2 separate regions of the Columba livia genome follow, and region 1 is linked to region 2. A link is a contact called in public Hi-C data. All regions are on one chromosome and are shown on one strand. Each heading gives the region's core, a stretch centred on a gene start, on an enhancer-like site or on the middle of the called end of the contact. The rest is flanking DNA. Distances are from core to core; before and after follow the strand shown.

Region 1 (2,700 bases), core at 157-2,656, 300 kb before region 2:
CATCTGGGATAATATACCTCATTGAAAAAAAAGCTTTCGATACCGTGAATGTGGAGGTAACAGGTAACCCATATAATGTGAGTGGGTAACTGAGAATCAACTGCAATTATGCCAGTGCTGAAACACTCCTGAGCTTTCCTCAATTCCCTTTAATGCACTACCTCACCATGCACCATAGCAGAAAATAAAACTACATGTTCCATACATTGGGCTGCACTCAGTTGCCTTTACGTTCTGTTCCTGAGAGGAGCATGGGAGCCACACCACCCCGGTGCCGGCAGCGGTGACGCTGCCAGCAAGGCCCCCCGCCCCGGGCCTCCCCGAGCCCTCCCGCCCCCCGAGCCGGCGCCGAGCCCCGGCCTGAACGCGGGGGAAGCTTTATGGGTGCGGATCCCAAAGGGTCCCCGCTCTGCCGAGGGCTGTTGGCGCCGCACTCGGCGCCTGCAGGATCACCGAGGCGAATACTTTCGGCGATAGAATCCAGACGTTAATAATAATAGCTATAATAAAAACCAACACCACAAGTAATAGAAGTCTCCCAAGCGCCCGCAGGTGGTGGCCGCACGGTGCCGGGTCGGGGAGCCGGAGGCGGGTCCCGGCTCCCGGTCACACGTGCTTCCGCTCCCCACGCCGGCCTGACGGGACCGCCGCTCCACCAGCGCCTCCACGCCCACGCCGCTGGCCCCGGCCACCGGCCCCACCCGGGTCCCCACCAGTCCCACCGGCCCCGAGAAGCGACGGGCCGGACAGCGCCGTGCCGTGCCGAGCCGAGCCGAGCCAGGCCCTACCGTCCGGCCGCTGGGTCCGGACGCTGATGTACCCCCGCAGTTTCTTGAGGGCACGGTCCCGGATGCGCTTCTCGTTGGCAGCCAGCCGCTGTGCGAACTGGACCTCGGGCGGCTGCACGGCGGCGGGAGCCATGGTCTGTCCTCAGTCCAACCCGGCCCGGCCCGTCCGCGCCGCGCACAGTCAGACGCCGCCCGATGGCGTCACCGACGCCCTCGTCGCCCGCCTCCGTCGTCATCGCAGGGCGGGCGGCGCGGCGGTGGGGGTACGGCCACGCCTCGCTGGGTGGCTGGTGTGGCTGCGGGCGTGTCGCCCCAAACCCGTCTGTGACAGCCCGAAAACTCATCGGTACCAACGGGGCAGAAGGGAGCGGGAGGAGGACCCGCCCGGGCCCCCTCGGGCTCCCCCCACCCGCCCATAGCCCAGGACCCTATGTCACCCCCCCCGGGGCCGCCAGCCCCTGCCCAAACGACACCGCAGCCGGGCCGCCCTCCAGCTCCTCCACAGCGCTGCCCGGCCATGGGCGCCGCCGAGCCCTTCCCCAGGCAGGCGCCCGCCGCCCTGCGGCTGCTCCGGGCGGGGCGGTCCCCGGCAGCATGTCCTGCCCGCCCCTCATCCACCAGGCCCCGCCCATCCCGCCCGCGGAGGGGGCGGGGCTACCTCAGTGACGCCAGAGGAGCGCCCTTCCCGCCACCACGAGGTTGGCGGCGGCAGCTGGCGCCATGCGGCGGCGCGCTGGCCTCGCGGGCGACGCGCAGGTAGCGCGCGCGGCCCGCCCGGCCCGGTGGGCGCGGGACTGATCCCGACACCGGCCGGCCCGGGGTCGGGGTGTGGGGGGACCCCGCCGGGGTGGGGGGTTGGCTCCCCGGCGAAGGGGAAGAGGGGCCTGCGTGGCGGCCCTGAGGGAGCAATGGCGCAGTGGAGCTCGGCGTGGGGCCGGAGAGTGTCGGGCAGGGCCGGGCCAGCGCTGGGGTGCTGACTGTGTGGGGCACGCAGCAGCTGAGCACCTTGGGGGGGTGAGGGACCCTCCCCACTGTAGGGGGGCAGCGCCGTGAGGGCTGTGTAGGGGAGTGCCGGAGAGCCGCCCCCCCCGTTGGGAGAGTGTAGAAAGGGCCGGTTGTGTTTCTGTGCTGGGTGTCAGAATTCTGCCTTGTTCAGCCCCCTGCCAGGCGGGGAAGGGGGATTCAGTTCTTGCAGATCCTGGGCCAGCATGCATAACTGGAGTGGCTTGACTGTTGTGCAAGAGATCTGTGAGGACTGAAGTAAAATTTCCTATATGCAGTCACCTGCCATTACTGTAAAAGGCTGGACAGAAAACTGCTGTTCTCTGTTGTCTATATTTGCCTTTAACATACCGTGGTAGCAGGGGAGATACTGAGTAGCTGCTTAACCAGAGAAAATAGAACTTGTCTACTGGCAGCACAGTATCGCAAAGATCTATGTTTACAGTGGGAACTATAAATGAGAATTTTCTCCTTGTTGTATGTTTCATATCTCAGTCCCAGTACTTCTGCGATGTATTTTATTTGAATTCAGCTTCTGCTAGTGAGTAGAGCTGTTCCTATGCCTGTGCAAAATTGTGCTCCATAATTTTGAGCAATACTGAATTGTTTCCCTGTCTTTCCTGTTTGCAGACATGCAGATGATTTTCTTTTATAGAGTTCTGTTGCCATGTGTTTATTCCATACTTTCCTGAGACCTAAATGAGTTGTATTTTCCTTGAATCATGTACTGTGGTGGTACTTGGCCATACTGATTTTGCCACAAGCGCCTTCTAAACACAGCTTGGAGTATACAATTCAGGTTAAAAAAACTAAAATATTTTCTTCTGTACCTTTATTGTGGCTCTGATGCCTCTGAACTGAGAAAGCTGGAACTGGCCTGTTCTGTCCCTGTAACTGTCTGGGTTTGAAA
Region 2 (2,700 bases), core at 130-2,629:
TTGTAAACTTTTCCCGGTCAGACCTCACCTGAAATGAACATTGTCAGACAGTAAGACATGAGCTCTAAGTGCGGAGGGAAGCGTCATGACAGCTTAAAAGCCGGAGAAGGGGGGGGTCTGGCAGCAGCACGGCTTCCCTGTCTGGGACTATGGGCCTCAGCGGGGGTCTTCTATCCCTTGGTGGGGACACAGGGACACTGGGAGGCTGTGGCAGGGGTCTGCGCCATTGCTACTGCTCTGGGGAGAGGTATCACCTCTCGCCACTCTTCCTGGGCGGGGACCCCTTTGCACCCAGTGATCTGCCAGATGCACCAGAGCTCAGCAGCAAGGGGGAATGGAAACCAGTCCAATATTCTCTGATAGCAAAGGTTTTGTCCTTTCAGTGATTTATGGTTTCTTTGGGGTCTCAGCTCTGGGAGGAAACCAGTAAGAGTGAGCTAGAGAAAGTACTGGTCCCTGAGCTTCACACTACAGTCTCCACTGCTACGTGCTCCTCCTACACACTGCCTACAGATGACTGCTCCTGGGTCCTCCAGCGTGAGCTTGCAAAGCCCACCAAGCTCCTGAAGCAGAGGAGGGGGCCAGAGGAAGCTCCCGCATGCCAGGGTCCTCTCCCACGCTGAGCTGCCCTCGTGGGCGCTTACTCTGGGAGCAGCCTAGCTCTTCCCTCCTCATATGGCCGTCTGACATGAGGGCAGCAAAGGCAGCCTTTTCCATGTCAAAAACAACCGTCAGGAGCCAAAATGATCTCTGTTTCTTGTAGGGAAGCCTTCTCCCCAGTGAGGGTTTCCCTCCGTGCCCAAGAAGGGGGGCTCACTGTGCCTGGCGGTGGGCTGGAGGTCCTCCTTACCCCCTAACACCCCAGCACAGGGCTACAGTCGCCAAACCCAGCCAGTGCGGTGAGGGTGGGGAGGAGCAGGCAGAGGTGTAAGGAGGGAGGGGAAGGAAAAGGAGAGGAATCCGAAGGGCCCTTACCTCTGAAATGCCTGACTCCAGCACACTGCGGAAGAGGGACTGCCTGTAGTAGGGGCTGATAGTGGAAGAGAACCAAGGCAGGAGATCGTACTCGAGGAGGCCCTCTCCAAAAAACTGGTCGAACAAACGGCTTGGAATGAGGGGTCCCAGAGCACGCTTGAACCAGGGGTGCTGGATGGTAATGTCCATTCTGGCTGCTGCTGCGACCTGTGGCTGCGAGGGGAAAATGGCAGGGGCAGTGAAGCTCCTGGAGAGACAGTGATGCCTTGGCTGGACTGCACAGTGCAGCCCCAGGGAAGCTCCCCCTATATATACTGGTCTCGGAGAATGAAGGCATTAGAGGGATTTCTCTGGAAAGACATGATCTCATGACGGAGGCAACGCGGTCAGCAGAAATGCGGAGACTGACCTGGAAACAACAGTCTGGTTGGAATGGGTGCCAGGTCTCCCAGAGGGATGATGCCAGGCAGCACGCTGAAACACAAGGGGTGCCCAGGGGTACTGACAGGTCCTCTACGGGATCAAACAGGCTAAACGGGACACCCCAGTGGGTGTCTCAAGGATGCTTGTGAAGGAGGTCTGATCTGTGGGTCTTTATAACCCGCCCTTGGCTTTTTGTTATTTTGCTTCTGTTTCTGCCCCTCCTTGAAAGAGAGACACAAAGTCTCTTCCAAACACATGAAACAGCTTTCTTCCAAGCGTGGAAAAGGGGTTTGGTTCAGATAGAAGAAAGCAAAACTTTTTTTTGACATGCTATAAAGTGTCTCCCGCACTTGAGAGGGGTCTGTCACCCCTGGCGCAGGGATCATGATGGAGCTGGCAGGGAAGCAGGACTAACGCATGATGCAGAGCATGAACATGGCTTTGACAAAACAGAAACTTTTAACAAACAAATACTTTGCCAAAAGAAAGAAGGAAAAATAAGTTTGGTCACTGACCGTAACAGCAGTCCCAAAGCTGCTCTTGAGAGCGTCCTTGTTTTAATTTAGGAGTGTTGTGGGAGATCTATTTCTCTCCTGGTGTCACGACACAGATCCTGCCTAACACGCATTTCTGGTTATGGCTGGTTTGCATTTCTGTTACCCTTAAAGTTGCCTTTAAGGGGTCATCCGCCATCCTGGAGGAACCAGGGAAGGGGCACGTGGACAGCCCACTACTGGAGCAGCAGGCTCTGCCAGAGAGGAGCGAAAAGGCAGCTAAAGGGCTCAGCACGAGGCCCCAGCGACAGCAATGCAGGGACTGCATCCCAGGGGCCTTCCCAACAGCAGGAGCACCTACGTCAGGAGTCTTGCACGTCTCAGCGCCTTTTGCAGTCACAGAGAGCGATGGAGAGAGAGGAGAGGGCACCTCCAAAAGGCACTTCAGGGCTGAGGGGCTGAATTATCTTCTCGTGGAGCCAGGGTCTAAGGAAACCAAGGGTGGCTGAGATCCTGGCATCCGTGCTTCTGGAGAAATTGGATCAATCCAGGCCAGAGGAGCTAAATTCAGAAAAATATTGAATTAAAGTGACATTCAGTTAAACATCACCTGGCATTGAGGAGCCCTGTGGTCTTGGAAAGCCCTTGGCTGTGACTCCCGCTCATGACCCTTCCCCAGGAAGTGCATGGAGGCAGGTGAGGAAAAGCAGGAAGCAGAAGATCCTGTTACAGAGGCTTTCCTTCATGGAAAACAAAAAGTTGAACAGAAAAACACCCAACAAGGCAGAAGGGACTGCTAAGAAGAGAG

Evidence for each region. A called contact is a pair of places that touch in the nucleus more often than the background predicts.
Region 1: a contact with region 2 is called in a Hi-C map of crop, with 4 times the contacts expected there. The contact joins the promoter of HSF2BP here to the promoter of CRYAA in region 2. A contact is called at or near these places in 2 of 2 Hi-C or Micro-C datasets (crop and liver).

Annotation. Positions count from the first base shown.
Region 1 is chr1:97,083,525-97,086,224 of bColLiv1.pat.W.v2, reverse strand. It overlaps HSF2BP (heat shock transcription factor 2 binding protein), which reads left to right and starts at 1,406. Exons shown (of 10, transcript XR_010473755.1): 1 at 1,406-1,544. It overlaps RRP1B (ribosomal RNA processing 1B), which reads right to left and starts at 1,153. Exons shown (of 16, transcript XM_065069171.1): 1 at 789-1,153. The coding sequence starts at 921.
Region 2 is chr1:96,781,074-96,783,773 of bColLiv1.pat.W.v2, reverse strand. CRYAA (crystallin alpha A) reads right to left here and starts at 1,379. Exons shown (of 3, transcript XM_021286513.2): 1 at 976-1,379; 2 at 1-28. The coding sequence starts at 1,164.